Regions from separate parts of the Danio rerio genome. Here region 2 is linked to region 1. Evidence: chromatin contacts called from public Hi-C data. All regions are on one chromosome and are shown on one strand. Each heading gives the region's core, a stretch centred on a gene start, on an enhancer-like site or on the middle of the called end of the contact. The rest is flanking DNA. Distances are from core to core; before and after follow the strand shown.

Evidence for each region. A called contact is a pair of places that touch in the nucleus more often than the background predicts.
Region 2: a Hi-C map of embryo shows a contact between it and region 1, with 1.4 times the contacts expected there. The contact joins two enhancer-like sites. A contact is called at or near these places in 2 of 18 Hi-C or Micro-C datasets (caudal fin and embryo).

What each region holds. Positions count from the first base shown.
Region 1 is chr22:18,351,495-18,358,143 of GRCz12tu, reverse strand. No RefSeq gene overlaps it. Among named protein-coding and RNA genes, the nearest start is that of midn, 97 kb to the left of the region's middle. Within about 2 kb of position 3,338, at least 60 of the 62 cell types and tissues checked have an H3K27ac peak or open chromatin away from gene starts, as enhancers often do.
Region 2 is chr22:18,392,965-18,399,613 of GRCz12tu, reverse strand. No RefSeq gene overlaps it. Among named protein-coding and RNA genes, the nearest start is that of midn, 55 kb to the left of the region's middle. Within about 2 kb of position 4,268, at least 38 of the 62 cell types and tissues checked have an H3K27ac peak or open chromatin away from gene starts, as enhancers often do.

The sequences.
Region 1 (6,649 bases), core at 2,089-4,588:
GTCTTCACTGGCTTTCATAACCAGACTAAAAACTACAGCCCGCACAAACATGAAACCTGTGCCAAAAAGAGAGTCCGTGGAGACGGTACATCATAGACGTTACTACTGAATGTGATTTAAGCTTAAAGCTTAGTCATGTAGCCTCAAAACACAAACACAAAACAAAATGTGCCATGAATCTGAGCTTTTCACTCTCCATTTTTTCCACTGAAATTTTCCCATTCCTTCTATCATATTGACTAGATCATTTAGCTCTTGCTCTTTTAAAAGTCCACACAGTTCATTTTTTACATTTGTATTCTATTATACTGCACATTATACACCCAAATATCAATATCAATTATGTTAAAAGCCTCATGTTTGTGTAGATTTCCCATTAGTAATTTATACTAACATGACTGTTTGAGCTCCTCTATTCATGAGCATGTCCAAGTGCATCTATTCCATTAAAAAACACCTTAATTCAGCGAGTTTTTTCTTTGGAACCCCTCAAAACAAGGACTATCAGGAGTCCTCTTGATTAAAGGACTGAGATGCTCTTTTTGATATAGAAGTGGGCATCATCTTGTCTTTGAGAAAGTGCTGTGCTTCATCAGCAGTGTGGAGTTGGCTCTTTAATATCCTGGCCGTCTGAGCTGTTAAATTTAGAAGCACAAAACAATCAGTGCATTTGCACAATGAGTCAAATACACAACATGTAGCCTTGCCCATCAGTGAGCCAATGCAGAAGACTGGGAACATTGTGACATCTCCATCTAACACACCAAAAGTAAACACCACCTACCTCCCTGATGTCATAACCACTCATTAGCACACAAAAAACTACCAGTTATTAAGCAATTCTTTAACTGAACAATTGTGAATGAAGTAATCACTGGAACACATTGTCCTTTTAAATGCAACAACAAATTCTGATGGGCTTAGTGATTCTTTACAATCTGTTTACAACGCCAACATGATATTGAGAGCTGTCACCCAAAAAATGCTATCCCAAACCTGTATGACTAGATTCGGTGGAACACAAGACATTTTACATGGATCTTTCAACTCTTTTAACATGTAAAAGGAAAGTAAGTTCATTTTCAAACAATTAATGGGATTCAAGAAACAAAAGAAAACATCGAAAACCACTGAAAGTTAAAAAGTTCAAAAGTACAAGTTAATGGGGACCAAAATGGCACTGGACCCTAATGCAAGTCAAAAGTTGCTGGGAACCAAAACAACACTGAACCCTAATGCAAGTCAGTAGTCAATGGGGACAAAAACCACACTGGACCCTGATAAAAAAATCTATGGTCAATGAGGTCCAAAACAACACTGGACTCTAATGCAAGTCCTTGAGGTCCAAAACAACAGTGGCCCCTAATGAAAGTCAATGGGGTCCAAAACAGCACTGGACCCTAAAGGAATTCAATGGCACCAAAACAACACTGGATCCTTTTACAAGTCAATGGGGACCAACACTATACTGGGCCCTTATGCAAGTCAATTGTGAACAACACTGCACTGGACCCTCATAAAAATAAAAATAAAAAACAATGGTCAATGAGGTCCAAAACAACACTGGACTCTAATGCAAGTCATTGAGGACCCAAACAACAGTAGACCCTAAATGCAAGTCAACTGTCAATTGGGTCCAAAACAGCACTGGACCCTAAAGGAAGTCAATGGGAAACCAAAACAACACTGGACCCTAATGCAAGTCAATAGTCAATGGGGACCAAAACCGCATTGGACCCTAATAAAATATCAATTGTCAATGAAGTCCAAAACAACACTGGACTCTAATGGAAGTCAGTGAGGTCCAAAACAACAGTAGACCCTAAAAGCAAGTCAATTGTCAATGGGGTCCAAAACAACACTATACCCAAAAGCAAGTCAATTGTCAATGGGATCCAAAACAGCACTTGACCCTAATGCAAGTCAATGGGGTCCAAAACGGCACTGGACCCTAATGCACGTCAATGGGGTCCAAAACAGCACTGGGTTCTAAAGAAAGTCAATGGGGTCCAAAACGGCACTGGACCCTAATGCAAGTCAATGGGGTCCAAAACAGCACTGGATCCTAAAGAAAGTCAATAGGGACCAAAACGGCACTGGACCCTAATGCAAATCAATGGTCAATGGGGACCAAAACAGCACTTACTAATGCATGTCAGTGAGGTCCGAAACAGCACTGAACACTAATGCAAGTCAATGGTCAATGCAATCCAAAACAGCACTGGATCATAATGCAAGTCAATGGTCATTAGGGTCCAAAACAGCACTGGGCCCTAATTAAAATCTGTGGTATCTAAAACAGCACTGGACCATAATGCGAGTCATTATTTGAACAAAAACACTGAGACATTTTTGATTTGTAGAACATGAGGATGAGTAAATGACGGTAATTAACAGATTATATTCCCTAAAGAATAGTTTGCACTGTTGCGTCATGTTTGAGTCAATGGCATTTGATCTACTTGTACTTCAGCTCTTCGCAGCGTCTTGCACTACGCTGGTAGGTCTGCGAAACACTCAGTCGGGGCCACAAAAGTTATTCGCAAACACTTCCAGCCTACCTCCGTCTCCTCCAGTCCACACACTGCGATGAGTCTTGGCCAGACCTAATGTTGAGTATCTAAAAAGAGCCGGCTGGCTTTGTGGGCGTATTGAGTGGAGTTCAAGCCAGGAAGTTGCCTACACAGCCCTCAGTCTGAGTCAATTTTCACAGAGCTACATTAGGACAAAGGGTTTGAATATCAGACTGCAAAAAGCTGCGTCTGATCCGAACTCACACTCTGCACAACCCCCTGATCATCTTCCCTAGACGCCCCCTCCGCCTCCACATCACATGCTTGCACACGGATGGGTTTTAATCATGAAAAAAAAAGAATCCTGTCAGGCTTGTTTTTTGGGAACAGTAAACATACTGAAGAGATAAAAATTGTGCACTCGATCACACATGAACACACTAAAATTAATTGATTAATAATTTTGCTTTCCAGTAAAACATAAACAAATCAATAGTTCAGAAGCAAAGCTACACTAAAATGGCAGTGGATTTATTTTATTTATTTATTTATTTTTATGCTGCAGCTATATTTATGAATTCTGCACCGAACAATATTGTTTGTATCACAATATAATTATAAATGAATCCAAATATTACTAGAAATAAACAACTTTGCAACAAGTTTTGCGCATTGTTGCTATTATTAAAAGTGCTGATGTTTTGATGTGTCATCGTGACATCTAAGCGATAATAAATCGCACACATGCTGTGAAGGATGTCCGTTCAGTTGCAGCACATCGTGACCTTCCAGGCATGGTGCATTCACAATGATAAGCACACGAACTCGTTTGTTCTGCAGGATGAGGAATGGAGAGGTTTGTATTTTCTGTGGGGGTGAAGTGAATTTCTTGAACCTGTCCTATCGCAGTCCCTGTCAGCTGTTCGTCCGTGGGTGCCGGTAAATAAAGCAGCGACGGCTAATTCTCTTGACATTTACACATCTCTCCCGGTGAGTCACTTTCAGCTGGAAGGTGGATAGAAAGGAAAAGTTATGATGGATTTATTGTTATATATTGCACCGTTCGTAAACGACGCTGTGTGTGTTTTATGTGTGTGTGAACGCGCCTTCCACGCCCACGCGCGCGCTGTTGTTGACAGCGCCTGGTGTTCTTTCCTCCATTTACCTCAGTGACTGTAATCTCAGAGACCACGTCAGCGCGCAAACTAGTGCGTCATGAGGGGAAGCATCACCTCACGGCGACGAGCACAGGCAAAACGGAACACAGCACTGCCATCTATCTCACGCTGCTCTAAACAAATCCCTGTCTCCTAATCCTCAAAAAAGACCATTTATATTCCCTTTCAAGGTCCAACCACAAAGGAACGCTACACTAAGACGGCTCGAGGTAAACAGAGAAAAATCCCTAAAATCCTTCTTCAGATGACAATTACATGAATGCAGCACACAGTATGTGCATAAAATAACGTCTCGGTGGGAGATAATTACACAATTGAGACTCTTTAGACATTAAAAGGGATAGTTCGCACAATTTCTGTCATGATTTTATTCAAAAGTGTCATTCAAAACAGGCCCATAGCCAGCCTGGTGAAAGTGTGGTCCTTTTTTTCTTTTTCACAAAAAAATTAATTAATAAAATAACCTTACTTTTTTGGGGGATATTCGCTTCATTTTGTATTTAATTTATGAGATATTTAAGTTGACATGTACTTGCTAATTTTCTTATAGTTGGTTAAAAGTCTTGATCAACAGATATTTAGCAGACAGTTTAATATTCAAATGGACCATTAAAATAAAGCGTTACCCTTCTTTTTAATGATACTTTAAGCAATATGTTTAGCTGGATTAGCTTGTTGGTGATAACCTCACATTTTGATGTACTAAAAATATTTCCGAAACATTTAGAATAAACAGGGTGTCTCTGTGGGGTCGCAAAATGTTAGGCCAGTGGTTCTCAAACTGTGGTACGTGTACCACTAGTGGTACGCGGGCTTCCTTCTAGTGGTACGCGGAGGAATGAAATATGTCATGTACATGCTACATATATTTCAAAATTTATCAAAAATTATGTATATAATATGCCATATATGACATATAGCTTATATTTCTGAGGTAATTTGCCACATTTTTTAACTGTGCAGAGTTTTAGCTGCTTTACTGGGCCTACTATACTACTGTATTTCAATACTGCTCTTTTTGGTGGTACTTGGAGAGACTATTTTTTTCTGAGGTGGTACTTGATGAAAAAAATTTGAGAACCACTGTGTTAGGCCTTAAAAAGACTTAAATTCACTGATATGTTGTGTTGTTGGACTTAAAACATTTTAAACAGGTCTTAATTTTCCTCTGTCCTTGTATGGTTTGTTCTATAGACTATCGAAAAAACATAGCTTAAATGAGCTTATAATTTTGACCCTAAAATGGTTTTTAAAAAAAAAAACTTATTTTATTCTAGCCAAAATAAAACAAATAAGTCTTTCTCCAGAAGAAATAATATTATCTGACATACTGTGATTTTTATTTATTTATTTATTTATTTATTTATTTATTTATTTTGCTCTATTAAACATCATTTGGGAAAAATTAAAAAAAAGAAAAAAAATCAAAATAGAGTTTAATAATTCTGACTTCAACTGTATATATGTTTAACTTTTTATTGCAAAGAGATACAATTGACAAAAGTCATTTTTGATAGAAAAAATTACCAAATTGAATTCTCTAATCAAAGAAAGAAACCTAAAAACAATTACACAATTTCTCATGATAATAACATGATCCTCCAGTTATACAAAAATACAAAAATATGTACAGAAGGGGAACCAACATAATTATAAATGGACATGGAATAGGCAAGGTTTGAAAACAGAAAGCATTTAAAGGAGTTATACTCAATCCATTTAAACAAAAAGCCATCAAATATATGTAATTTTGTAATTGTGTCTATAATGAATATACTTTTAACAATATTAAACTTGTCATTAAAAAAAAAAAGACATATGTTGAAAAAAAAGTATATGCAACTAGTTTTCTTGTTTTGACAAATGAAAATATTTGGCTAAGAAATAACTTGTATCAAATAACATTAAAAAGCAACAACAACCAGGCCATTAGTAAAAGCCCTGTATAAGTCTAAAATTTCATTTAAAACAGTCTTTAAATGGTCTTAAAAAGTCTTAAACTTGACTTGTTGAAACCTGCAGAAACCCCGAATAAAGAAATATAAAACACATTTTTTAAATACAATTGACATCATATCTCATTAGAAAAAATAGGAATCTATTAAAGTTTTAAATTATAAACTGTAGTCTATTTTAACTTCACTTACATCAGATTGTATGTTTTTTATTGTTTTTTTTTTTTGCACAGCTGGATGTTGAACTTATGAAAAATAATTGTTTGCATTGTGCAAAACTGATTAGCTGAAGTCACAAAGAGGATTCCGATTGGTCTTACATCCTTTTTAGATGGAGTATTTTGATTAATTTATGATGGCATAGCAGTCAAAATAGGACAAATGAGCTCATGTATGGGACAAATTTTGGACCTTTTTCAGTGAGGGATGGGTCTTTTGAACCAACAAAAGCAACAAAATAGGCTTTCTTTATATTGTGAAATCCAAAGGAAGATTTTTTTAATGCTTTTTAAAACTTGACAGTCCTCATTCGTGGAGATTTAAAAATAACTTGAACAGAAATTATAAACAAGCATTTTTTTCTTTCCTGTGACATGTCAGAGTGAAACATGGTTTCTCAAATAAAAAAGTAAGGCCGGACTTGATTTAGTTTATTAAAAAAAATTGATTATTGGAAAATAGTGCTTTACTATTGGTTAAGGGACAGATTGATTCACTACAGCAGCAGTAAATGCATCATCAGAGATGTTGCTGAGAGGGAAGTTATTTTTGATTAAAGATCACAAGGACAGATTTTTTTTTTTAATTGCCATTTATATCTTATGCTTTAAAAAGAAAGAAAGAAAGAAAAAAAAAAAAGAAAGAAACATTTCATGGTGACCTTCCTGACTGGTATTTTAAAATGTTTGATGCATTTAGTTTAGCAAACATCGTTACTTACTGTATAGAATATATTCATATACAATGCATTTACATATAGTCAACATATAAATTGGATCAAAAC
Region 2 (6,649 bases), core at 3,019-5,518, 41 kb before region 1:
TTTTCACACCCATACCTTATTACATACTGATTGATTGATGCTTTTTTTTACGATGGAGTCCGAGATGGCCAGACCTCCCACACTCGCATCAGCACGGGAGAGAATTGCATTTAGCCAAGCAGCAGGTCCTAAATCAGTCCAATCAATACCCTTCTGCCGGGCTCTCCATCACGTGCCCGAGTAAATAATTCAAATGAGATAGTTAGCTGCTTTGAAATGTAAAAAGGAGAAAGAAAATCTCACAGCGCGTTTTGCCTGCTCTTTACACCAACATCGTTTATCCTAGCCTCCAGGAACGGAGAATGTTTCTATAAATTCTGAAATTAAATCAATGACTGCTTGACAGGGTAAATTGAGATTTGGGTCTGGTTTGTTACACCAAGTCATTACATTAACATTAAATATTCAAAAGAGCTGAATTAATCCACAAAGGATTTAGATCTGGATCTTTTAGGTGTTGTAGCAGCACCAGCTGACTCTTTTGACATATTTGAAAAGGCCTCTAAATCATAATAGGCTTCCATTCTAATACGCGACAAAGATTCATTTGCCGAAGGGTATAAATAGAGGTCTAAAAAGCTTTGCGATTTTTAATTTAGGGCTGCTTTTCTTTATGTATGAGCACTTTTGTCAAAGCTGAACTAAGTCAATTTATGTCACTTGTGCCACTTTTAGCCCTTAAATGGGCCCTTACCTTGAGATTTTGGCCCATCAGTCACAAACCATCTCCTCTCAATATTTTTGGAATTAACCTTCTTCATATTGCTCAAATTATAACAGTAATCTATCATGTGATGCCTCCAATAAGTGCTGAATGTATTGCGTAAACTCACGTTGAAGATGACAATGATGGTAAAATAATCAGCTCACTGGAATCTTTCCAAGTTCTGCACTATTTCTGCTGTCACCCGTTGGTGGGCCAAACAAATAAACCCACCCTATCTCGCATCCATTGGTTGAGAAATTTTTGATATGTAGGGATTGTTGAGATGTTATAGTAAACAAAAGTTATTTGTTGTCACCCAAAACTGAAAGATGGGCCATTGGTTATTTATTGGATGAAGGTAGATCTGACCAGTATCTTGCCCTTGCAGAAAAAAAAGTGGATACATGAGACTCACTTTATGAAATGCCTTGAAAATGTGGTTTTGGATGATATAGATTTAGTTGGCATAGCCAGAAACACCCATAAAAACATCATTTCCCTTTGCTGTGAGGGAAAACAACCCATTAAAATGAATGCACATACAGTAAATCTATAAAAACCTGTACCGAACGTTGCTGTATGATGTTTTGCACCTCTTATACATTTAAAATCCTGATCTTATGTTTTATATACTATGGTGACTGAGAGAGTTTAACATGTTGCAATTTAAGAAAACACATGCAAGTACAGAAAAAACACCTGCAAATTGAGAAAAGATCTTCATCCGTTTGACAGCATACATGTTGCAAATCCTCACAACGCAAACACATTAAAAATGCACTGCATTTCCCCACAATGCAAACAAATGAATAAAACGGGCTACATTTCTCACAACACAAAAAGAAACGGAACACAACAGAAATGTTTAAAGGAGACCAAAAAATGTGACTGATGCCGCTGTGAAGTGACTATTGCTTAGTGAAGTTGTAGGTGATCTTTGAAAGGTTTTTTTTTTGTTTTGTTATTTTAACATCCCGATTCCCTTGTCTTTTGTAATTTAAGCCTAAATAACCATAACCTAAATAGCCGGATCGTCATGTTTTAGGGACTCCTTGAAACATTTCAGTTGTGTTTTGAGCTATTTGAAAGTGTTATGTAAATTGTTTGTGTTGTAAGAGAATTCAGCATGTTTCATTAATCGTTTGCGATGTGAGAAAATGCAGCAAGCATTATAAATTGTTTGCGTTGTGAGAAAATGCAGTGCGTTTTATTAATATGTTTGTGTTGTGAGAAAATGCAGCAGGTTTTATTAATTTGTTTGCGCTGTGTGAAAATGCAGCACGCTTTTATAAATTGTTTGCATTGTGAGAAATACAGCACGTTTTATTCATTTTTTGTGTTGTGAGAATGCAGCATGTTTTATTAATTGTTTGCATTGTGTAAAATTGCAGCGCGCTTTCATAAATTGTTTGCGTTGTGAGAAAATGCAGCATGTTTTATTGTTTGTGTTGTGTGAAAATGCAGCAAGTTATTAATTGTTTTCGTTGTGAGAAATGCAGCACATTTTATTGTTTGCGTTGTGAGAAAATACAGCACACTTTCATAAATTGTTTGCTTGTGTGAAAATGCAGTGCGTTTTTTTTTTTTTTAAATGCGTTTGTATTGTGACAGTTTGCTGCACGTGTCAAACAGATGAATATCTTTTCTCAATTTGCTGCTGTTTTTTGTAATTGGACATGTTTTCTTAAATTGCTGCACGTTAAGCTCTCTCTGCCACCGAATACTGATAAATAAACATGCAAAAAAAAAAAAAGAAAAGAAAATATACCATGCTTTAATCAGTCTTTTGGTTTAAATGGTGTTAAAAAATTTTCATACATCACACTTTTGCCTTTTAAATGAACCCTTATATATTTTATGGTGTAGTTTGTTTTACCTTTAATATTTGTCAGTGCTTCGTCAGATTAAACAGTCCGCCTGGTTAAACATGATTCACAGTGATCCCGGAATTGAAATAACATGTAAAATAAAATTGATATGTTGCAATGTGCTGTGAAGGATTCAAAGAACAAAATGATTTGCAAAGGATTCAAAGAACAAGCTGAAATGCAGAATATGAACCTTTTCAGTTTCAGGTTAGGTTTTAGTGTTGGTAATGTTCCACATTGTCACACACAAACATAATAATTGTCTTAAATTTAGTTTGTCTGGTTATGGTCAGGCTAAAAGTCAGTGTACTGGCAAAAAAATATGCGTCTCTGACAGATTATCCATTTATTCATTTTCTTTTCGGCTTAGTCTCTTTATTAATCTGGGGTCGCCACAGCGGAATGAACCACCAACTTGTCCAGCACATGTATTACGCAGTGGATGCCCAATTCACCAATTTCATCAATTTTCCTGTATCGCATGTTTTTGGACTGTGGGGGAAACCGGAGGACCCAGAGGAAACCCACGCAAACACAGGGAGAACACCCGAACTCCACACAGACAGAAACTGACCCAGCTGGGGCTCGAACCAGCGACCTTGCTGTGAGGCGATTGTGCTACTTGTGCCACTGTGCTGTCCCTCTGCCAGATTATACATCAACAAATTCAGCAGTATATGAATTAATGGATGGATTATTGTGTGGTAGGGTTATTATTTAGAGGAGAATAGGGAGTCCGGTAATGATTTTGATGAGGGATGCTTATACTGGGAGGGGTGTCAGTATTAATTTTAAAATGCTCATTTTTTTGCCTTAACACAAGGTTAACACTGTTCGTTTTCAATTGAGGGGGAAGGGTTGTTTTACGCCATGTCGCGCCCCCAGCAATGACATGACACAGACCAAGTCTATAAAGACGGCTACTGTTCAATGATTGAAGGAAGTCCTGCATACATTACCAAAGAAAAGTCTGTCAACTTAAGACAATCTGAGTTACAATTAAAAACAGAAAACACAGTTAAAATGCTAATGTATAATTAAATAACTAAAATATCTTCAGTAATGTCTACTTCTGCTGACCGTATTCCCATTTATTTGAACAGATGCAGTGTGTTTTGTTTCTGACTAACTATGAAAACAAACCCGAGAAATTCCTGTGCTTCATGACTTCAACTTGCAGAAACTCCCACCAGGCAGGCAGGCAGACCCAAAAGATATTTGAACAGGAGAGGCAAGCGTCTGGGAGAGAACAGGAGGCCAGAATCCCCAAACGGCAGCCATTGTGAAATTTCCATTCTTATCTCAATGACAGCGGCTGCGCTGCCGAGGTGGGAATCCCTCTATTTACACTCTACTTCCTCTCTCAGCAGGGAACTGTGGGTACTCATTACCCTCACAAGAAACCCTGTGCATTAGTGCACTCCCTCTGACTTCTGCCTCACAAACAATATTTCACTTCTTGTCTTGCTAGTGGCCGGTAGCTAAGTCTGTGTCAGTCATAGTCACGCATAAAAAGTTTACAATATATGATCAAGTATTTTCATTTCACAAACTAGCCTGTGAGTTTCTGAAAAAAAATATCTTTAGTATGGTCGGCTTTCGCTAACATGGGATGACTGGAAGGGTATAAGCAGCTAATATGGCTAGCAGGCTAACAGATGCTACTGCAAAGGGGGAGGGGAACAGACAAGGCTAAAGCCAGGTTGTCTTGCTCCTGTGTTGGGAGCTTCCAGATCTGACCCAGGCTTTTATTGTCTCACTGAGGCAACATATTCATGTAAACTGGATGGATGGGCTTTTGAACAAATTAGCTTGGTTAGCTGTATACCAGGCTCCGTTTTCGGCTCTGTCTGTGATTCAAATTAGTTTTCAGATATTCGAGACGGATGGGGGTTTGTAATCGTGTAAAAAAAGAAAGAAAGTACACACAATGTAAGAGGAAGCTGGGGGATTTTTTTTGCTTAGTTTTTGCACTGCTGCTGCACACTGTGCTATTTATATCCTTACTCAGTCATTTTGACTTGTTTAACAGTGCAAAATGGTGTAGAATTTTGACATATAAACATATTGGTGTATAATATATCTTTTTTTGATAGCTTTATGAAATCAAGACAAATATACAGTTGGAATAAGCTAATTTAAAGCAAAATATGGTTCTTATAAGACCACTCAAAAGTAATTATAATTTTTTTTATTAATTGGTACATCTTTTGTTTAAAACAAAAATCCTAAATTATAGCTAAGACAAGACACTATATGTCGAGACAGATCCTTTCCCTCTTCAACTGGCAAACCGTTAATGCAGTTACTTATACCATGCTTCATAATACTTTTTATCTAACGAAAGATGCTTAAAAACTGCTTATTTACTCTTAGGTTAGGTTAACTTCAAATAGAACTAAGCAGTGACCTTTAGAAAATGTAGGAAATTGTAGGTTGTTTTATTATTTCAATCTCCTTTCTATATACGTAATGCTTTAAGAATGGTTAAACATAACAATTTTGCAGTATATCGCTCACATTAATTGTCTGGCCTATTTAAGTGTGTGCTTTCTCAAAATATACATCTTATATTTAGCCTAGAAACCCTCCTCCGCTTTTGAAATCTCATGCCCCCTATTGAAATGCACAGGTAGTGACATCAGTGCCTCTCGTTCATATCCTCTCAATTCCATATCACTTGCTCGAACTCACCTTTCCACCTCAACCCCCTCCTCAAGTCAGACGCCGGCTATTGATTCACCGGATTGATCCTGGACTCCGTCCATCTGCTCTCGGCCTGTGTCTACAAGTCCGCCAGGCCTCCCGGAGAGCAGGCCCGCCATGCCTGGGACAGCTGGTCCTGATAACCAATCTGTCTTTTGCAGGCTTTTTGTAAAACAAGATACCGAGCAACCAGATACCTTGAATTAATACGTGAAGCTCTTGGAGGAGGGGGTGTTGCTGGGGGCATGCGCAAAGAAACAGTTGGCTCTTTCAGGCCTGGTACAAAGCATCCTTTCAAGGGCCATTTCAAGGGCAACAAAAGCCAATGAAGGGCTCTGCTAGCAGGTCTTCTTTCAATGAAGTCAGTGGCGGTAAAGTCTACTATGAGATACTGGTTGCTGTATTGAATAGGGATGTTAAAATATTACGTGTTTTGCGTAAAATATGGAGTCAGGTTAAACTGAATTTTATTTAGCTTAACATCTGATTTGGTGATTTTTGGAGGGATTGTTTTAATAAAATCACTAGATTTTTGATAGGGGTCCATAATATTTTAAGTCAGCATGAACTTGAAGTTGCTGAGACTTATTTCAGTTGATGTACTTCAAAGTGAAGCAGAATATTGAGTAGGGGCATCATTCACTCATAGCAAACTAATAGTAAGAGTTAAGAATTTTGTGGCTGAAACCACCAAAATAGCATCAACAGAGAATGACCACCAATCCAAACGTAAAAACAAATGGTCAAATTTGATCAAGATTACCAAAACAAACTTTTGTCCAGAGGATTAACTTGCATTGATTAATTGTTCACCTAAACCAAAGGTCTCATCCTCAATTCCTGGAGGGCCACAGCTCTTCACAGTTTATCTCCAACCACCTCCAACTCATACCTGCTTGACAGTCTCTAGTAGTCTTGAACACCTTGATTATTTGGATCAGCTGTGTTTGATTAGAGTTGGATCAAAACTTTGCAGAGCTGTGGCCTTCCAGGAATTGAGTTTGAGACCTATGACCTACAGAATAAGCAGCCAAATAAACAAGCATTGTACATTTTGATTTCATGGAAACTTTAAAAGCAATCTACATTGCGATTTAAAGCTGAATGCGATCAAGTCATATGCAGTTGAGTGAAGTGCAGCACTGTGTTGTGTCCTATGAGATGTATGCAGCTCACAGTGTTTAATTGTTCTGTTTAGTTACTGTGAATCAAGCTGATTCAAGACACTGAAATGCTGCATTATGTCTGGCATAAATAATGAACACAGTGCACTGCTTTATTCTGAAGCCAACAGCACTTAATCGATGTAAATGGGTTTTCAGCATGAACACCATGAGTTTAATACAGTTTTATTTATTTATTTTTGTGT